Regions from separate parts of the Mus musculus genome. Here region 2 is linked to region 1. Evidence: chromatin contacts called from public ChIA-PET data. All regions are on one chromosome and are shown on one strand. Each heading gives the region's core, a stretch centred on a gene start, on an enhancer-like site or on the middle of the called end of the contact. The rest is flanking DNA. Distances are from core to core; before and after follow the strand shown. Region 1 has its middle 56 kb from the start of Rbbp6. Region 2 overlaps Gm39083 (a long non-coding RNA gene).

Region 1 (4,664 bases), core at 150-2,649:
CATCTGTCATTGCTAATGTTGGTCACTTGCCCCCATCTCCTTCCTCACCTGGCTTAAAGGCTTACAGTTTTCATTTGAGTATAGATAACAGCTTGTGTTTTCATTGATGCTAGTGTTTAGTTTTCTGTTCCATCGATCTCTGTACATCCTTCCAAAAGAAAAGCCCTTCCCTCTGGTTTTCTGTCCTCTATCCCCCTGCCTCTCCCCACCCCATTCCACATCCCCGGCCCCATAGAATTCCTAAGATGCTGCTGTTCCCATAAATATATTTACACAACATATATTTTAGTCACTTAGTACAGTTTTTAAAAATGTTCCTCCACGCTGACACCTGCATCACTGTTGAATTTCTTTCTCCAGTTGTATGCATATTCCACATCTTGCTGATCCAGTCATTAGATGATGGACATTTGAGGTGTTTTGCCTTTTCCTCTTGGGATAATGCTGCTGTGAGTACTCCTGTATAAATCTGGCATAAACAGATGTTTCCATTTCATCTAGGTAAATACTTGTATTCAGAATTACTGGGTCTGTTGGAGCTGTGTGTTTAACTTTCTCTAATCCTTAAAATCAAAACTTGGAATTATATAGGTTTTGTTTGGTTTTTGCTTTGTTTTGAAATAGGGTCTCATAGCCCTGGCTGGCCTAGACACATGAACTCACAGAGATCTTCCTGCCTGCCTTACTTCCTAAGTTCTGGCATTAAAGGTGTGCGTCACCATGGCCACCTTGCTTTTTTTTTTTAATGACTACCCCATATTGCCCCACTCCGACCGACCCCTTGGGACAGTCTAATAGCTCCGCACACCCTGAGATTCTCTTATGGAGCCTAGGCTGGCCTTGCCCTGAGCACACATTCCTCCTGCCGTCCCTTCCCAAATGCTGGGGTGGCAGGGCCTGCAGCACCATACTCGTCGGCTTTGTTACATGTAACCGTTTGTTACATGTTTTTGTTTTGTTTCTTGTGCTTGCTGTCTGTTCAGCCTTTTAAACCCTGTGTGTCTATGGTTTTCATCTGAGATCTGGGAGCTTTTCAGGCATAGCTCATGACCATGTTTTCTCCATTTCCCTCCCTGCCCTGGGCTCCTTGAGCTTGCCTGGAGCCCACAGATTCTCCATTCACGTCCCAGTCTTCCCTTCTCTCTGTGCGTCTTCTGTGGGGTACTTTCCTTCGCTCTTTTATAATTCTTTTTTTTTTTTTTTTTTTTGCCATTGCTTCTACTTCTTTGTTGTTGTGGGTTTCCTTTTTCTTGTTTTGTTTGCTTGTTTTTTGAGACAGGGTCTCCTTCTCGATGCAGGCTGGCCCAGCCTTTTCTGTGGAAACCCAGGTCAAGAGCCTGGAAAGCGAAACGACTCCTCTGCCTGAGCGGTCAGCGGTCAGCGTTGCCAGGTTACACTTTCTGCTTTCTTGCCTGTATCTGAGACCGGATGGTAGGCATTTTCAGTTTCGTTTTGATGAATCCTTAGGTTTTGGGGGTTCTTGTTACTGTGAAGCAAAGTCTCATGTAGTCCAGGATGGCTTCAAACGCACTAAGTATCAGAGGATAACATGAAACTTCTAATGCCCTTGCCTCCAATCCCAACCTGAGATTACAGACAAGTACCACTTCCACCAGTTTGTGCAATGCTGAAGATGGAACCCAGGGCTTTGTATAATCTAGCTCAACAGTGTATCAGCTGAGCCTCAGCCCTTCCTCCTCCTCTTCCTCCTTCTTCAAATTTACATATTTTATTTTATGTATATGAGTGTTCTGCCTGCATATATGTGTGACACTGTGTGTGTGCCTGGTGCCCCTGGAGGTTAGAAAAGAGCATCAGCTCCCCTGGAACTGCAGTTATGGATGGTTGTGAGCCACCACGTAGGTGCTGGGAATCAAACCCAGCTCTTCTGCAAGAAGCTGCTGCCGCCTCCTCCTCCTCCTCCTCCTCCTCCTCCCCCTCCTCCTTCACCCCCTCCTCTCCTCCTCCTCCTCCTCCCCCTCCTCCCCTCCTCAACCCCCTCCTCCTCTTCCTCATCCCCTTCTCCTCTTCCTCCTTCCCTCTTCCTCTTCCTCCTCTCCTCCTCCTCCTCTTCCTTCTCCTCCTCCTCCTTCTCCTTCTTTTTCTTCTAGATTTTCTCTCCCTTAACTCCTCCCAGATCTTCTGTACCTCTCCACTCACCCAAATCCATACCCTTTGTTGTTCTCTCTCATTAAAAAACAAACAGGCATTTAAAAAAATGATAAAATAAGATCGAAAGGCTTATAGCTGAGTTGCCATTTATTTTTGCAGTGTTCAGAGTATCTCCAGTAGCTTGAACATTAGTCAGTAGGGGCAAAGGCTCTGGGTAGACAGCAGCTCGACTTCTCTGTGCTGAGTGAGTTATATAGCTATCACCTTCAGTAGGAGGGCTTCATCAGTTTGTGGGGAGAAACCAATAGGCTTGGTGGTAGCCTGTGTTGTTAGGGGGTTTCATGGAGCCCCTTTGGCCAACGACATGATTAGATGTAACCCATTCCTGGGCCTGGGGCTTTCAGTGGAAGGCAAGAGATATCTGGATGCAGCTTTTCTCCCTCATTGCTTAGATTTCTTTCATATATGCATATATTTTAAGAAGCCTCTACTGTGCTAGGTTTCTACAGGAGCCCTCGAATGTCCCTTAATTTTAACTGTCCCTCTCCATATACCCTCCCTTGCCCCTCGTCCTTCCCTCTCTTGTTTGATTCTCCCATTCCAGTGCCCCCTCCCCCACCTCTATCTATTCTATTTCCCCTCCCCAGGAAGCATCCCTCACACACACACCCCAGTGCTAGACATAATCTCTGTGGTCATATGGATTGTAGCCTGCTTATCCAAGACTTAGCAGCCCTCATCTACATATAAGCAAATATATACCATATTTGTAGGGTTTTCTTTTTTTGTTTTTGTTTGTTTGTTTGTTTGTTTTCAAGGCAGGGTTTCTCTGTATAGCCCTGGCTGCCCTGGAACTCACTTTGTAGACCAGGCTGGCCTCAAACTCAGAAATCCGCCTACCTCTGCCTCCTAAGCGCTGGGATTAAAGGTGTGCACCACCATCGCCCAGCATATTTGTAGTTTTTGATCTAGGTTACTCCGGATGACTTTTTTCAAGCTCCACCCATTTACCTGAGACTCTCATGATGTTACGTTGTGTAAATGTCCTATATTCTCCTTACCCATTTATCCATTCACGGATATTTAGGCGGTTTGCAAGTTCTGACTATGATGAGCAGAGCCACAATGAATATGGTTGAGCAAGTGCCGCTGTAGCAAGATACAGAGTCCTTTGAGTATGTGCCCAGGAGTGGTGTAGCTGGCTTTTGAGGTAGAGCTATTCCCAGCTTCCACCACCACAATTATCTACATTGTGGCTGTACAAGTTTGCACTCCTACCAGCAAAGGTCAGGTGTCCCCCTTACCCCACATCCTTGCCAGCATGGGCTGTCATTTGTTTTGTTGATCTTGGCCGTTCTGACTGGTGTACTATGAAATCTTAAAGTAGTTTTGGTTTGCATTTCACTAATGACTAAGAATGTTAAACATTTCTTTATATGTTTCTTGGCAAATTGTGTTTCATCTTTTGAGAATTCTGTTTAGATTTGTAAACATTTTTTAATTGTGTTATTTTGTTTCTTGATGTCCAGAGATTTTTTTTGTTTGTTTGTTTGTTTGGTTGGTTGGATTTTGTTGTTGTTATTGTTGTTGTTGCTGTTGCTGTTGTTGTTGTTGCTGCTGCTGTTTCTGCTGCTGCTGTTGGTAGTTGTTTTTAGTTCTTTCTATATCTTAGATAGTAATCTTCTATGCGTGTATAATTGGTAAAGATTATTCCTCATTAAAATATTTTACATTTATTTGTTTTATGGTATGTGTATTAGTGTTTTGCCTGCATGTATGACCTGCGCAGCACGTGTGTGACCAATACCCATGGGATTGGATCTCCTTGAACTGGAGTCACCTATGATTGTGACCACTGTGTGTGTGTTGGGAACTGAACCAGGGTCATCTGGAAGAGCAGCCAGTGCTGCTAACCACTGAGCCATCTCCCCAGCCCCCATTCCTTATTTTTGTTATGTCTGGGTTATAAAAGTAGTATATATTCAAGCATCAAACAAACCCACTTGGTTATTAATAATCATGGAAGATTTAAAAAAAGATTTAGTTATTTATTTTACATGTCTGAGTACATTGTTGTTGTCTACAGACTCACCAGAAGAGGGCATTGGATCCCATTATAGATGGTTGTGAACCACCATGTGGTTGCTAGGAATTGAACTCAAGACCTCAGGAAGAGCACTCAGTGCTTTAACCACTGAGCCACCTCTCCAGCCTCATCATGGAAGGTTTTTTGTTTGTTTTTGGGTTTTGGGGTTTTTTTGACCCAGAATTCAGGTAAACTTTTGATGTTTTCTGAGGTTGTTAGTCAGGTTCTTCAGAGGGATGTCGAGAGCATGAGGAGCCACGTCCTACAGGTAGAGAAGCTGAGAGGCCCCTCAGCCTACTGCTTGTAATCTGGCAGTTCAGGTAAGCCAGCCATGGAGTTCAGTCTGAGTCTGAAGGCCTGAGGACCAGGTAGGCACTGTGCAAGCTGGAGATGAGATGAACTAAGTTCAGGCAGTGTGTTAGTCAGTATTCTTTTTTCAACTTGACACAAATCATATGGAAAGGAG
Region 2 (4,664 bases), core at 1,253-3,752, 85 kb before region 1:
ACGCAGGCTGCTTCATAGACACACAATAATGATGCCTATGTAATAGAATACTGAGATGATCCATTCATGATGCTACCAAGACTCCAGTCTAGGAATGATACCTTGCAGATTAAAATGTTGTCCATCAAGATATGATACACACTCTGAGCCAACAACCTGTAGATGGTAGTGCCCCCTTAACACAATACAGAGACCTAAAATCTAACAGGCAGACATGTTGTCTCTACCACCACTCCCAACAGCACACTTAGAGAATCTAGATCACCTCTCTCCCTGAAACCTTAAATCCTGCAGTTTGAGGCCCTGATTCTCTTGGGGGGGAGACAGTTCTACTGAATGAGACCGTAATCATCCCTCTAAGCTGAAGCCTGATCACCTGGAGCTCTGAGCACCAGTAGCCTAGCAACAGAAGATGGTGCCACTATCCCAGTAGAGCTAATTGGTTGTCATTATCAAAAAGACCCCAAATCTCTGCTATGCAATGAAGACAGAGTGGAGATGTTTCTAATGCAGAGAGGACTTACTAAAAAAATTCTGTGTTCTGAGCTAGTTTCACCTGTGAAAAGGCAGTCACAGCAATCCAGCCTGCTTTGAGCTTCACACCAGAAGCTCAGAGCCCTCAGGCATGAAATCTGGGTTAAAGCACCAGGCAAGCAAAAAAGAGCAAAGGAGCACAGGAAAAGATGCTCATCATCACCGGTCATTAGGGGCATTCTAATCAAAGCCACTGTGGCTTACCGTCCTCACCAGGAGGCCGTGATCAGGAAGAAAGACAAGTAAGTGCTGGTGCGCGTGGAGAGAAACTGGACCGGAGCCTTCTTATGCCGCTGGAGGGATGCAGAAAGGAGCAGCCTCTTTGTGGAAAAGTTTGACAGTTTCTTAAATTATAAAACACGGGGTTACCATAGAACCCAGAAATTCTGCTCCTGGCTATATATATCTAAGGGAAATTCATACACATGTCTACACAAAAAAAAGCACACAAGTATTCACAGCTGCCAAACATCTATTGTTCATGATATCAAAAAGGTAAAGACGGCTGGTGAGATGGCTCAGTGGGTAAGAGCACCCGACTGCTCTTCCGAAGGTCCAGAGTTCAAATCCCAGCAACCACATGGTGGCTCACAACCATCCGTAACGAGATCTGACTCCCTCTTCTGGAGTGTCTGAAGACAGCTATAATGTACTTCCATATAATAAATAAATAAATCTAAAAAAAAAAGGTAAAGACAAGTCCAATATCTATCTTCAAGGGTTAATAAGGTACTGTCATGATCCAATGTGTTTCAGCCATGAAAAGGCATGAACAAAGCAGAAGTGGGGGCTTCCTAGTGAAAGAAAGGGAACCAGCCGCAGACAGGAAGGAACTGGGGGTGGGAAATAAAATACAGTGAAGTATAATGCCACATCCGTATGAAAATGTCTTGAAACCCTTATTTGTTATACTGTCTTAAACGATTAGCTTCTTTAAAACATGTCTTAAAAGAGTCATTAACTGGTGGTTTAGTTTAGTGTGTAAAAGTACCTGCCACACAGCCTGGACTCAATCCCTAGAACTCAGAAAACTAGATACAGTGGCTCACATCTGTAATCTCAGCACTTCCATGAGATATTCTCTCTCTCTCTCTCTCTCTCTCTCTCTCTCTCTCACGCACACACACACACACACACACACACACACACACACACACACACACACAGAGAGAGAGAGAGTAGTGGTAATAATAAATAAAATAAAACCAGTCTATAATAAAAGCAGCCATTGTGTCAACACCTCCCTATAGAGACATAGATGTAGATATAGTTGTATACAAGACAACTCTGAACGGCATTTTCCTTACTTTCTCCCCAGGTTTCTCTGTGGTGTTTGGAACCCAGTTGCCCCAACAATGACCTGCTCGGTAACCTTCCTAATGGGCCTCTCTCCCTCCTGGTGCCTCCGTGTCTCTGTCCCATAGTAGTGGTTCTTTGGATTAACACACACACACACACACACACACACAGATGATGATGATGGTGATGATGATGATGATGATGCAATTAGTTTTAAAGATGTCTTTAATTTGTCCTTTCAGCAACCTAAACCAAAGGAGATCTATAGTCTTCTCTTGAATTCCTTCCTGGTCACAGGAAGGAGGTAGAAGATGGCTGTCTGTGTGGGAACTTTCCAGGGTCTCCTTGGCTTCAGCCCACCTCCAGCCACTGTCAATATACCTACCCTACTTTGCCACATCAGAAAGCAGCAGCGCCATGAAGGATTCCTGGTATCTCATTTGATCGAGGCCATGAAATTTCTAACCCTAACTGCATCAGGCGACTCAATTGTCAGCAGGGAAAGGCAAGAGGAAACGGTTAAATCTTAATTTCTGACCTCCTTAAAAACCAAAAACTAAAATGCAACGCAAGACGTTAACAGAGGGGAAACTCCACGAGCTCTTTCTGATTGGTACAAAGCACGGGACCAACCTTCGTGAATACCACACCCAGCAGGATGTTTAGCAGTCAAAGGATAAGCACACCAGCTCCTGCAATTGCTATTCATCTGAGCCTCTCTTGTTCTACCACTCATAGCATCCGACTGAAAGCGAAAGTGTAAATGTGTCGGGGGTTGGTCTGAGGCTGGTAGGCTTTTAAATGTTAAATACTACCCCCAAGATCTAGTTGCCCAAGGCAAGCAGATCCTCACATTCAACAAGTAAACTTTTTTTTTTACTCTATGTAAACCTTGCTCCCTACTTTAATATTATTTGATTAATAAAAGGCTAGAGCCTGTGACTGGGCAATAGAGAGACAAGCAGGACTTGAGGATCGAGTGAGGGGTTTCAGGAGAGACCAGAAGGAGGAGGAGAAAGGAGGTAGAGAGAGGGGAAGGTTGCCATGAGGGAGGTGGAGCCTGAGGACAGGCGGATGGGACAGAGATATCCGGGACTGAGACTCAAACAGCAAGGAACAAGGGACATTTGACTGGGATTTAAGTTAGAATAGCTCACAGCCTGCCCAATCTGGGCTTAGAGCTTGTAAATTATCAGGATTTTGTACCTTTTATTCGGGCTAGCTGGAATAAATAATTCATTTACATAAATGTATCATCATTTTTAGACATTAGTGACCTCGCTGTAGGAAATCCTGCAAATTCCCACACCACAGAAACTATTAGTGCTAATAAATTCAGCAAGTGTACGCGGTAGCAGCAGGACACACAAACGCAGTCAGCTGTGTTTCCATACATCAGCACCGGGTAACCTGAAAACTCAATTAGGAAAACAATTCCACTTATAATAGCATCAAATTGAATACAACACTTTGGAACAAATTTAACCCAGGAGGTATGAAAATCGGCCACTGAAAACTCTAATATGTCAGTGAGATAAATTAAACAAGGCTGGCATTAGTGAAACAGAAAACACGACAGGGCTACCCAAGCATGCAATAGGTACAAAAAGCCCAACAACCTTTTTCTGTACATATTTGTGTGAGTGGACTGTGAGTGTGTTTTTCTCACCTGTACAGAGGCACGTGCATTCGTTGGTGCACATAGAACGGGTGCCAGTCACTCTCCAGCTCCTCAATCCAGGCAGTGTCTCACTTGACCCCGGACTTGCCTGCTCTGGGGACTCCCCAGTGCTGGGGTTATAAACTGGTCATCAAGCCCATGTGGTATTGATGTGTGTGCTGGGGGAGTCCAAACCCCAGCCTTCACGCTTGCTGAACAAGCAGAGTACCCACTGGGCCGTCACACCAGCCCCTCCACAACTTTTTTTTTGACAAATGTGGGAAACTTGACTCTAAAACTCACATGGAATGAGAAGAGCCCCCGAGTAACTGAATTCTTTACAAAGAAAACCCTCAAACAGAACATGGTGGCTCAAATCTGGAACACCAAGACTCCGGAGATGGAAACAGGAGGGTCAGGATCCAAGTGATCTTTACTTATAAATATATAAGAATAGAGTTAGAGAGAGGGAGTATGGGGCCAACCTGAGCTACCTGAGACCAGGTCAAAAGAAGAAACAAAGCAAAAGTTGAGTTTAAGGAATCGAAGTTTGTTGTTTTTAAAACTCACTCAAGGGACACTGATATAAAGATAGATAATAAAACGTGGACCAGGATTCAAAAATCTAGAGGTTAATCCATGCATCCTGGTGAGGCAACATTCTTTTTTTTGAAAATCTTGTCTCCAGGTTTATTTATTTTTATTTTACGTGTATGGGTTTTGGTTTGGTTTGGTTTTTTTTTCCCCCCTTCATGCATGTTTGTGCACCTCATGCATGTAGTGTCTACAGGGGCCAGAAGAGGGCGTCAGAGTCCCTGAGACTGGAGTTAGAGATGGCTGTGCGCTGCCATGTGAGTGCTGATAAAAGAATCTGCATCCTCTGGAAGAGCCATCAGTGCTCTTACCTGACGAGGCATTGCTCCAGCCCCTCGGTAACGTGATTTTCACAAGTGTATCAAGACAACGCAGTAAGGGGAAGAACTTCGCCTTCAGTGAAGTTGAGACACTTCAATATCCACACGCTAGTAAGTGAAGTTCACAGCCTGTTTTACACATCACCAAAAAATGATTCAAAGGCGGTGGTGGCACACACCTTTAATCCCAACACTTGGGAGGCAGAGGCAGGCAGATTTCTGAGTTCGAGGCCAGCCTGATCTACAAAGTGAGTTCC

What was found. ChIA-PET counts read pairs in DNA pulled down with a chosen protein or histone mark.
Region 2: a contact with region 1 is called in an RNA polymerase II ChIA-PET map of memory CD8 T cells, with 20 read pairs. The contact joins two enhancer-like sites. A contact is called at or near these places in 3 of 39 promoter capture datasets (liver and stem cell-derived epiblast-like cells), 8 of 484 Hi-C or Micro-C datasets (embryonic stem cells, granulocyte-monocyte progenitors, nephron progenitors and 1 more) and 2 of 115 datasets of contacts at active chromatin or transcription factors (embryonic stem cells and memory CD8 T cells).

What each region holds. Positions count from the first base shown.
Region 1 is chr7:123,023,907-123,028,570 of GRCm38.p6, forward strand. No RefSeq gene overlaps it. Among named protein-coding and RNA genes, the nearest start is that of Rbbp6, 56 kb to the left of the region's middle. Within about 2 kb of position 1,400, at least 27 of the 459 cell types and tissues checked have an H3K27ac peak or open chromatin away from gene starts, as enhancers often do. A contact at or near this core is called in memory CD8 T cells, where this site is marked.
Region 2 is chr7:122,938,004-122,942,667 of GRCm38.p6, forward strand. Gm39083 (a long non-coding RNA gene) reads left to right here. Exons shown (of 3, transcript XR_869924.1): 2 at 1,853-1,901; 3 at 2,076-2,355. Among named protein-coding and RNA genes, the nearest start is that of Gm39083, 4.5 kb to the left of the region's middle. Within about 2 kb of position 2,503, at least 130 of the 459 cell types and tissues checked have an H3K27ac peak or open chromatin away from gene starts, as enhancers often do. A contact at or near this core is called in memory CD8 T cells, where this site is marked.